Linked DNA regions of Bombyx mori: region 2 is linked to region 1. A link is a contact called in public Hi-C data. All regions are on one chromosome and are shown on one strand. The core of a region is the stretch at or near the end of the contact, and the rest is flanking DNA. Distances in the headings are between cores, read along the strand shown.

Region 1 (6,165 bases), core at 1,852-4,351:
ACATAGGGGAAGATGTAAAGATCGAACTAAACGAAAGCAACGTCGAGTGGTACTTGGTATTGAAGCATCTGGACACTTTGATTGACATATTCTTGGAGACTACGAAGGCTGTTTTAATTCAGCAGATGAAGGTAAGCTTAATTGGTCCCAGGTTATCTATGTAACTGTAAACAGAAAATGCCACGGGCTAAGTCTTGGGTAAGTGCTATTGAGGGACCTATTAACAAAAAGCCCCCACACTTAGTAGCAATTCTCAGTTAGCGTCGACCATACTTTAATTATCATCACTATTATTATACGAGCGCCATAACCCCGGGTTGACCAGTCAACCAATAGTCAGGATTTAAGGGTCCGCTGTACACATTCCCGAAGGGGATTGCGCTAACTTTATCCGGAACTTCGCGTAACAAGGATAAATAGGCATTAGGCAACATGGAAACGTGCGTTTGGAATGCCTACTCAAAACAGTCTTCGTGCGTTAATTGGTCCATATTGTAGCGGGAAATATTGAAAACCAGAATGTGTAAAGTCCAATATGAATCATGACCGCAATGACCTCGATCTAACAATAATACCATATGAAGCGCAAACAATAACAACATTTTTCAACTTGTATATTTGTCTAGTATTTAAACAAGCAGCTTCCAAAGTAATTGCGCCATTGGATGACAATGGACATATTTAGACAATTATAACCAACTAAACACGTCATAATAACTGATCTCGACCGCTTTAAACTACCAGGACTTGGCCAAGTTAAAAGCCCATCATAAAGTAATCCTTATAAGCCGTGTTTGTAGAATATGCCATAGTGCTTAGGTTAACACCTTTGAGAGGTTCATTTTAGAGTTTATATAAAAAGTGAATCCACCTTGGGAGGTATAAGATAATGCCATTTATATAGTAACAAAAAATATATTAGGCCTATAATAACACGGGACTTACAAATGCCCTAGCTTTTCGTTGGCAATGCCAATTTTACCCAGCCACTGTGATAACCACTCAACTGAGTTTTACTCAAAAATACTACTTATTTTCCAGACTTTAGTGTCGATAATAGAAGAACCTCCATCGGACATGATCCTGAAGAGCACGCTCACTTCCATCGGGCACTTGGCGATGCTAAGCGAGCCGACCGAAAGCTCTCTTCACGAGAAGTGCTCCAAAATAATGAAGAGCATAACAGAGCTTCCGTTTGTTGACTGCGCTGTACCGAGAGCTTTATTGACAGCGATTATTGAAACAAATAAAAGCTCGATAAAAGCTTTGAGTTTGAGAGCTTTGGCGACCGTGTGTGTGACAGGAGACGCCGTCAAACAATTCGAAGAGGTACATATTTTATACGCAATTTATTCATAAGTCAATAATATTTTGTAAATTAAACTTTCCAACAGGTATTTAGTTTAGGCATAGGCACGATTGCAACTATTCAAACAAATAAATATATTACAACTGGTTCTAATGCTAAGATATTCAGATACACATTTTTTTAGACAAGCTACTTCAAATTATTTCTATTATAATGTTAAAGCATTAACAAAACCGTGACCCAACTTGAGACATGAGGTCGAAGTCTCAAATATACAAATCATATACATGGCAACCCTTCAAAACGGAACGCGTGACGCATAAATATGCAGTGTGGTGATATCTACCTGTATGCGCTTACAATACGTCCTATTTGCTTATAAATATGTTTAAATTATTATACATACTAAGTTATAGTATTATTACAGTATCAGTATATATTAAATTGGCTGTGTACATCATTATACCTTTATTATAAAGAGTGCCATCAATATTCTGGCCTATCTATACTAATATTATAAAGAAGAAAGATTTGTTTGTTTGTTTGTATTGAATAGGCTCCGAAGCTACTGAACTGATTTGAAAAATTCTTTCACTGTTTTGAAGCTACACTATTCCCGAGTGACATATGCTATAATCTTTTTTAAAAAAAATTAAGGATCCTTACTAAAACTCCAATAATGTAACCCAAGGTGTAAAAAAAATACCTAAAATATTCTTTACATCGCGTGCCCTGCGAAAACTATTGATGATAGAATAAAATAATGTACTACGACTTTGTGGAACACATTATTATTTACAAAAAGTATAGCGACAGCATGTGTCTAACTATTATAGTTGCCCCGCAATAAGTGTTATTTTATTTTAAAAAATAAAACAACGTCAAATATCGTTGAAATTTTTGTCAAAGACCCGAGCGGAGCCGGAGCGGGTCGCTTGTCGATTATCAATACAAGCTTCAATAATTATTAGCTCGGTTTCAAATGACTCATATTTAGTAGACGCAATAAATTTCCGGGTACAATAGCCATTTATACATTACTCGTTTCCATTTATACATTACTGGTGGTAAGACCGCTTGTGAGTCCGCATGTAGGTACCACCTCCCTGCCTATTTCTGCCGTGAAGCAGTAATGCGTTTCGGCTTGAAGGGTGGGGCAGCCGTTGTAACTATACTTGATACCTTACAACTTATATCTCAAGGTGGGTGACGTATGTACGTTGTAGATGTCTATGGGCTCCAGTAACCACTTAACACCAGGTGGGCTGTGGGCTCGCCCACCCAACTAAGCAATAAGTAAAAAATATATTTAAATAATCAATTTTAAGCAACAAAAAAAATGTCTTCGAAATTGTATATTATGTAACTCGAAAAAAAAAATGATTCGTTAACACAAACATATACTTCTATAAACTATCCGTTGTTATATCGCTTTTTTTTCCTACCTAAGCTGACAGCCTTGAGAGGCTATATCAGCGTCGCCTTAACTAGTAGGTGAGCTCACGGGTCTCAAACCTAACGATTATATCGCAGCGTTCATCAACCCATCGCTTATCCGCAGGGTGGTGGTATTGAGATAATATCAGACATTCTCTCGGACCGGTCGAACCCGGAGCCGCAGATGCGCGAGGCGATCACCGTGCTCACTCAGATCACGGCGCCCTGGCTGAGAGGACATTACGATTTGACTCAATTACATTTATTCTTGGATAAAATCGTTGAAAACATTACTGGTGAGTTTAGATTTAATTTGAAGTTGAACGCCATCTGGTGAAAATTATTTGTAGCTATTAATGTATTTTTGAGACGATAGATGTCGCTACGTAAAATAGTTCAAATCGGACCAGTACTTCCTGTGATTAGTGCGTTCAAACAAACCCTTCAGCTTCATAAATTAGTATAGACTAGTGGTCCCTCTGTAGTCGAAATTCGAGTATAATTAATTGAGACTTAAACCTTAACTTAAACATAAATCAGAAGTTATACATAACTTTTAACTTTATTATGGTTCTATTGTCAAAGACCTTATATAATACCTAATCACAGATTTCGCCAAGACTACACTATATACAAATACTAATAAAGATAAGTTATATTAAACTATTCTCAATTTGACCAGACTTTAATGCAATGACAAAAGTTTGACTGTAAATAAAGGGTATATATATGTATGTGTGTCAAATACATGGTAGTGTGTGTAATGTTTTTTTTGTTGAATTATTGTATTATTTATGCATATATTTTTTTAAATATTAACATTCTGCACTCCTTCTCTATATTCTCTATAAGTGTGGGAAATTTCATACTCCTCCGTCCGCGCAATTTACGTAAAAAGGGGTACAAAGTTTTTGCTTCACGTATTAATATATAGATAACAGAGTCGAAATTACCAAATCATTTGTTTCGCTCAGGTATCTTGTCTCGCACCGATTGCTGCCAGCTACTGTTGCTGTGCACGGCCTGTCTCGTGAACTTGGTACGAGAGCTGGAGGTGGAGAAGCGAGACGGCGACCGCACCAAGTCCGACATCGTGGAGGTGATGGACAAACATCACACCGTCGAGAGGCTTCTGGACGCGGTGAAACGAAGGGGACCTTACATATCCGTGTTTTTGCAAGTGAGTATTTTTAACTATATTTCTGAGAAATTCACAATTAATTCTACTTAGTTTATAAATGTAAGAAATTATTTAAATTTTATTATAAATCATATTTTATTTATTTTTAGGAATATATAAATTCTGAAAGGTACAACGAAGTAACAAATTATTGGCTTTGCTGGAACTAACGCGAAATGTAGTACTACTTTTATACACTTGCTAAATTTTGGCAAGTGTGATGAAGAGCTTGGCGCGTAAATTAACCCATAGACACAGCCCACTGAGTTTCTCGCTGGATCTTCTCAGTGGGTCGCGTTTCCGATCCGGTGATAGATTCTGCGAAGCACTGCTCTTGCTAGGGCCGGTGTTAGCAACACTAAAATAGGTAGGGGAAAAAAATTGAAACGGTAGGAAAATTGTAATCTTTGTTTAGGTATGTATATGTTGGTCTAATTTTTTTTTACTTTTTTTTTCCTACCTAAGCTGATAGCCTTGAGAGGCTATATCAGCGTCGCCTTAATTATTAGGTGAGCTCACGGGGCTCAAGCCTGACGACGTTGCTAACACGAACCCTAGCAAGAGCCGTGCTTCGCAGAATCTACCACCGGATCGGAAACGCGACCCACTGAGAAGATCCGGCGAGAAACTCAGTGGGCTGTGTCTGAGGGTTAATTTACTCGTCGAGTCCTTCGTCGCAAGCGACGGGTTCGACGAGAACGATGACCGGAGCTTGAGGTCCCTAAAAGCACCGTTAGTGGATCGGGAGGATCCGAAATGACGTGTTTGGGGCGATGTCGACTGCTTTCCATCCTTTCCGCAGGATCGGGATTTTTTTAACAACCTACATGAAATGACATTGACGTCTATGTGACATTGACATTTATCCCGTTGCCTATCCAGGAGCAGACCGCGTCGCTGGTGTCGGTGCTGGCGGGCGTGCCGCGCTGCGTGCTGGCGCTGAGCCGCGCGGGGCGGGTGTGCGCGGCGCTGGTGTGCTTCACCAGGTCGCCGCCCTCGCCGCCCGCGCGCGCCGCCGAGCTGCGGGCGCAGACCCGCCTGCACTGCCACGCCACTGAAGCCATCGCTAGGTGAGTACAACGTACCCGCTTACAAGCACTGCACTGCACTCTTGCTAGGGCCAGTGTTAGCAACATCGTTAAGTTTGAGGCCCGTGAGCTCACCTATTAGTTCGATGAATCTAGAATATCCCCCGAGGTTACTAGAATAGGTGTTGGAAAAAAAACACACACACAACCACACCTCCACTTATTTCGTTTGTCACCTAATATCGATTATTAGATATCGAAATCGATATTTTTTAAATTTCCATTAACAACTAGAGCATAGTTTGAAAATTATTACAATCAGTATCGAAACGTTTCTTTACGTTTATTTAGGTTACTTTACGTTTATGTACATTTATAATAATAAATAAATAATAAATAAATAAATAAATATTTACTAACAATCATCTAACAATCAATCTAACATGACAATCATCTAACAATCAATCTAACAATCATAGAACGTGTGTATATCTGGTATTTTTTGAGACTCTTATACGCACAAGGCAATATTGCATTTATATTCAATGAATAGAAAACCTTTATTCTAATTTTAACTATTATTGAGATTTTAATCTACTATTTAAAAGTCTGTGGAATTCTGGCTACCGCTTAAAATCATCTAGTCCGTGATCTCATGAAACAATTATTCGTTATTACTTAAAAAAATAACATTTTAGTCTTCAATTAACGTTTAACATAATATATCTACTTTTTACTATCACAGATAATCAATACTAAATGATCGATTTTCCCACCACAGACTATCAGTGATACCAGACGTGGCGCACCAAATCGTCCAACTGGAAGGGGTGCCTCATCTAATCCGCTTGGTTAGATCGCAGAGGACACGCCCCCATCCGGAGAAAAATCCCGATCAAACTCTCATACACTGCCTCAAAGCTCTGAGGAACATCTTCAAGCACATCCCCGAAGCGTTCGAAGAATACCAAAAAGACGTACAAGAAATGATCCGACCTCATTTAATGGAGTCCCTAATGTTGTTTTCGGCCAAACAAGAAAGCTACGTTTAACTTGTTCGATTAATAATATATCTGATTGAGACTGAACTATGGAGGGAAGAGGTAAGAAGCACATTCTCTGTGTGCTATAAGTTTCCAACGAAAAGCGACCAAAGAAGGTGGCGCCACTGTAGCAAGTGGGTAATAAAAAAAAAAGGAAAAAGTTATCAT
Region 2 (6,165 bases), core at 2,524-5,023, 49 kb before region 1:
GCTTCCTTACACATTGTTACACATTTTTTACATAAATGAGCTTTCTACAATACACAAAACTAAAAGCTTAACTAAAAGCGGTGGTACCAATTTTTTTTTTGTTTGTTTATTTCTTTATGGAAAGATATTACAACTAAATAATAATTAACATGCATGGATTATGACAGTTTAAGGTAAAAGCTAATTTGATGCTTGATTACCTTGCCGAGCAAAAGGATAGGTTCCTGAAGTTTGTACTGCAGCAGTCTGGGCTCAACCAAGTCCAATGGGCGCCCGTTTACACGCAGCATTCCATGACCACGCTTGCAATACGCAACTGCGGTGGCGGTTTTCTAGAAACATAAAAACTAACATATTTATAGGTGATTGTCCTTTTAAATTTTTAAAAGTAAGTTAAGTTTTAACAATTTAAGAACTTGCAAAATTACAGATAATTAAGCTACATAACAGGTTTTGTTTACTAAGTGTCTGATCGTCAAAATACCGTACGTACAACAATTAACCAAAAACATTTATAGGTTATGTGTTGCAAGTTTTATTTCTTACTTCAATTGTTTTAAATGTAATTATATTAATTGTCATTATTAATATTAATGTTATAAAGGTCCATGCTAATTTTAAGAAATTTTAATTCACTACTACGAGATTAGCTGCAAATATTTTAAAAGCGCTAACGGGCGCGTCAACATTGAATAGTTAAATCTTACAAATTTATAACTCCGGAGGGCAGTACACTGTACTGTCCAAAAAAAGGAAATTTCGATACTTGTCAAGCAATTGTGGAGCGTTTATACGAAAAATCCTCAGCATAAAATAGCATTCTGAATGGCTTGTAACACGTGGATGAATCAAACACTAACCTTACGTCCGAATACTTGGACGGCCTGGATGGGCTCACGTCTTGCCTGAAAGAACGTATGTAATTTTAATAAATGTAATTATTTTTATGGGCTTAAACATATTTATTACACACTAGATTATGAATTTACATAGAAAAATCGGCACACACCTCCTGCACAGCAGCCATTTTGACAGAGAAAGACTGATTGAATGAATGAGTTATATTACCACAGATCACATGAATGACCTTATAATGTATAAGCTGTGGAGAGCATTTAGTGATGTTATCTGTAATGTCATATTTAATTCATTAAATTTATTGTAAGTCCTAGTTCACTATTTATTTTTTTGTAAAATTGATTTAATCTGATGGCCGTGTTGCCAATGCTTTCAATAAATAAATAAAAATTTAATTCATTAGATCTAAGTTTTTGTATTTTTTTATTAATAAGTTTAGAAAAAACGGTAGAAACTATGAGGATGTGGTTCTCCTTGTGCATGGCTTTATGTAAAGAAGTTTGTTCGGTTGGGTTCAGGTTCAGGTTCGGTTCGGTTCAGCTGCTAATGGCCGTAAACAATATAAAATACACCGAAACTTGATGGTTAAGAGGGTAGAATGTGGAGGATAGAACCAAGGAGTACCATCTCAGTATAAAAGTGTCCGTTAAAAGTGAGCCAATTAAGGTGGCATTACAATAGACATCAACCCCACGAAAAGCGCAGCGGTGCTCTTCAAAAGGGGTCGCCCTCCGAACATCACTTCGAGCATCCCACTCCGTAGTAGGCGCGCAAACACCTCCGCCGTTAGCCCCATCACTCTCTTTGGCCAGCCCATACCGTGGGTCTCGAAGGTCAAATATCTAGGCGTCACCCTCGACAGAGGGATGACATTCCGTCCCCATATAAAAACGGTACGCGACCGCGCCGCGTTTATTCTAGGACGACTCTATGCAATGCTTTGTAGTCGAAGCAAACTGTCCCTCCGCAATAAGGTAACTCTCTACAAAACTTGTATACGCCCCGTTATGACGTATGCAAGCGTAGTGTTCGCTCACGCAGCCCGCACCCACTTGAAATCCCTTCAGGTTATTCAATCACGATTCTGCAGGATAGCCGTCGGAGCGCCATGGTTCCTTAGGAATGTGGATCTCCACGATGACCTGGAGCTCGACTCTCTTAGTAAGTATCTACAGTCGGCATCGCTGCGCCATTTTGAGAAGGCGGCACGACATGAGAACCCTCTCATCGTAGCCGCTGGAAATTACATACCCGACCCAGTAGACCGAATGGTAAACCGTCGACGTCGCCCAAAGCACGTCATTACGGATCCTCCTGATCCATTAACGGTGCTTTTAGGCACCACAAGCACCGGTCACCGTCCTCGTCGAACCCGTCGCTTGCGACGAAGGGCTCGACGAGCGAACTAACCCATAGACACAGCCCACTGAGTTTCTCGCCGGATCTTCTCAGTGGGTCGCGTTTCCGATCCGGTGGTAGATTCTGCGAAGCACTGCTCTTGCTAGGGTCAGTGTTAGCAACTCTCCGGTTGAGCCCCGCGAGCTCACCTACTAACGTTAGGGCGAAGCTGAAATAGCCTCTCAAGGCTATCAGCATAGGTAGGGAAAAAAAAAAAAAATGGCATTACAGTGGCAAGTGGAAAGATTTTTAAAAACAACGCCATCAACAATTAGAGTATGCATAGGGACTAAATCAAGAAGGAGAAACACTTCCTACGTGTTAGTAATAAAAATAAGTTGAGATTGCTTTTGGGTTTTGATGTTATATTTATTAAATTTAAATAAGATCTTACAACTAAAACATAAAAACTACAAGAATCAATTCAATTGTACCATCAAGAGATGGCTCTGAAATAAAATTCATTATCAAATTCCTGTCACTCTACGAATAAATAATTATTTATTCGTAGCTGTCACTAGATAATTTCATAATTTCATATGCATATGGCTAATTTCATGAATGAATCAAAAATATTTTGTAGCCATTAGCCACTTAAACCACTATGCTACTAGCCAGTACTAGCCGCTTTTTTAAGGGATTTTATGACCTAGTAACTGAGACCTTTAAGTCATGTATTATTTTAACATATATTCATATTTTTATGAAAAATGATATTATGAAGTGAAATGAAATGAAGATGATTAATTTGAGACATTAATCAACTGTGATGAATTTCATCTGAAATGAAATGGCATGAAATATAATCTCAGTAAAATGGTGGTCATTTACTAAGACTTTTTCACTGGACTTTTTGGAGGATCTCGAGAAGTTACGTCCAGCGGCTTTGTTTCATTTTCCCACATTTGTGCACTTTCACAGATATTAAACAGTTAATAAACCACTATTATTTTATTATTTAAATTATATTATATTATTTAAACCCTAAGAAACACTAAATAGACAAAATAAAACAAATCACACAACTTCACTCCTCGCGTTCCCGCCAAAAAGTCCTACTAGCCTCTTCTTTTTATAAGAGATTTTATGACCTGGTAACTAAGACCTTTAAGTCATGTCTTATTTTACTTTATATTCTTAATTTTATGAAAAATGATAATATGGAGTGAAATGAAATGAAGATGATAAATTTGAAACATTAATCAACTGGGACGAATTTAATGAAATGAGATGATATGGGATGAAATATAATCGCAGTAAAATGGTGGTCATTTACTGAGATTTTTTCAGTGGACTTTTTGGAGGAACCCGAGAAGTTACGTCCAGCAGCTTTGTTTCATTTTCCCACATTTGTGCACTTTCACAGATATTAAACAGTTAATAAACCACCATTATTACACATTTAAACCTGAAGAAACACTAAATAGACAAAATAAAACAAATCACACAACTTCACTCCTCGCGTTCCCGCCAAAAAGTCAGTAGCCTCTACTGAACTACTAACCATAGATTATACACATTATTTGAGAGAGAGTACATTATAGAGTAGCGAAGCAACTCAATCGTCATAACAATTTACTGACGTCATACTCATGTTCGCATCACCGCACCGAGTCAACACGACCCGTGATCGCGTGGTAATTTGAAATTTCGTATTCGACGAACGTATTCGACGGTGTATCGTCGTACGGAATGTGAAGTGTGTGACAGTAGCGCACGAATCGTTCGCAATGAATCGTGAAAGAGTTACAAATATTGCCGCCGTGTATTAAACTTGTACAAATAAAGTGAATAAGTTCAGAAACCAGAGAAAATTGTGAATTTTGTAATAACAAAACAGTAATAATAGTGTTATTGGATTCTTTTAGTTCTGTGGGTAAGTTGTGAAATAAAATGCGTTTTATTTAAAGCTATAATTTTAATAATTTAATACTGTAATGGAAAACATGCCGCTGCACTTGAACGATTTTAACCACTTATGATCAGTTAATGATGTTTGCTTTTTGTTTTTGTCAGCCAATAATTCGTGGTATTTTTCATTTACTATAAAAATACTAAGGTTTTCATTACGGGGCCTATTTTATTATACAGTATTATTTATGATAAGTTGCAAATTAGTATTTATACTTTTATTTATAGAAATTAACCAGTGATATAATTTTGTTTTTGTGTTGTTTTTCAAATAAATTGCTCCGTGCGTCCTAAAAAAAAGAATGATTCACTTCCTACCATTCCTAGAACTGTTAAAACAATAGCAACTTCTGTTAAGTTTTCATTCCTGGATTTTTCTACTTGCTTTTATTTTTAAGCTTCTTAAATTTAAAAGGTTTCGGCACCAAATGGCTAAACTCGGAAATCTAATTGTCTTATTCATAACCAGCAATTAGATCTGTAAGAAGACAGTATTTTGTCTATGATTCACAATAAAACTGGTTGTTTTTATTATAGTTTTACTGGTTTAGGTATGTACGTCTTTGGAGCTCCACATTGCTTAATATTACTGCTTCTCGGCAGTAATGCGTTACGTTCTGGTTTGAAACGCGCGGCAGTCGTTGATGTCTACGGGCTCTGGTAACCACTTTACATCAGGTAGACCGTGATCTCTTTAACCCGTGCAAGTAATATTAAAAAAACAATAGCCGTAACATATAGTCCGAAGAAAAGAAAATACTTTTGGCGCTAAATTAATAAATATTCATCTATATACATATATTCATTTAAGTAGTACTTTTTTTGCTATGACGGGCAGGCGATTTAACAGAGAAGCCTCCTAATTAAGAGAATACTGTTTTGCCCACATTAAACTATAACGTTAAATTTCCGAATAAATCAGTACCTAAATAGGCTACTGTTAATTTTTAGGCCCAACACCTCAATCCTACTAATATTTTGTATCACTTATTTACTAATAGTAAGTACTCTTTGGACTTGAGTGTTTCTAAATTACGAATCACGTTTAAGAAAATTTTCGGTGAGACTCGCGCTTCTAAATTCCGTGTGTGCGGGCTTAGATTCAGGTGACCTCTAGAGGCGTTATCTAATCATAAACCGAAGTATTCGAGAAATTGAATTTTTAAGATCGAAATATAATTTTGTACTATAATATTTTATACTATTTAAAAAAAAGCGCTTGTGGTATCCGCAAAGCTAATTAAATTTCTATTATCACAGAGAATAAATCATTAGTTTTAGTTTGTGTTTTACAATTAAATTAATAAATAAAAAACTCAAATTTAATAAATAGGAAGTCAGACGCACCGTCAAATATAATATTATAATAAATGCTTTACGTTATATGGCCGATGTGAGCGTGCGTAACACATTGATCTTTAATTAATCCAATTAAAATCGCCGATTAGAAATCTCAACTACAAATTGTCGGTAAGCTTGTCACCTCATCTATGTTAAGGAAATTCACAGCTGACCAAATGTGCTATTCCAATGGTGAGTAACAAAGTAGACTCCACCTGTCCAGCTAAATAGATTAGAAAATGCTAGGTGTCATGTTAGAAGACCTACATTAAACAATCCCTCAATAGAATCACCAGGTCTTAAAGAAGCCGTACAGTCACGCATTGTTCTCGCTTGCAGAGATAAGAAAATAATAATCGATATATTTGCGATATATAAATATCGATATGTTCTTGGCGATATATTATCGCTTTCAGAGACAGGAAAATAAATATCGATATGTTTGCTAAGATGTTCTTGGCGATATATTATTATACAAAAATAATATAAATATCGAGGGATGAAAAGCTATTTGGATTAAGCGACATTTTTGCAATTTTACCGAAGAGCCATTTAATGTTTAAAATTTGGAAAAAATAGGTATCATGCCAAAAAAGTTTTTTGTTGAAAATTGAAGTTCAATTAAAAATATTGAACTGTTGATGCAAATCTATACAA

Evidence for each region. A called contact is a pair of places that touch in the nucleus more often than the background predicts.
Region 2: a Hi-C map of posterior silk gland shows a contact between it and region 1, with 2.2 times the contacts expected there. The contact joins the promoter of LOC101741429 here to the enhancer-like site in region 1. A contact is called at or near these places in 5 of 7 Hi-C or Micro-C datasets (posterior silk gland, an unstated tissue and whole pupa).

Annotation. Positions count from the first base shown.
Region 1 is chr14:9,136,192-9,142,356 of ASM3026992v2, reverse strand. LOC101741429 reads left to right here. Exons shown (of 10, transcript XM_038015247.2): 5 at 1-131; 6 at 1,042-1,329; 7 at 2,871-3,042; 8 at 3,721-3,926; 9 at 4,809-4,996; 10 at 5,736-6,165. The coding sequence ends at 6,006. Among protein-coding and RNA genes, the nearest start is that of LOC101741293, 10 kb to the right of the region's middle. Within about 2 kb of position 3,101, at least 4 of the 8 cell types and tissues checked have open chromatin away from gene starts, as enhancers often do.
Region 2 is chr14:9,186,013-9,192,177 of ASM3026992v2, reverse strand. LOC101741429 reads left to right here and starts at 3,773. Exons shown (of 10, transcript XM_038015247.2): 1 at 3,773-4,132. It overlaps RpS16 (ribosomal protein S16), which reads right to left and starts at 905. Exons shown (of 4, transcript NM_001044043.1): 1 at 861-905; 2 at 201-332. The coding sequence starts at 905.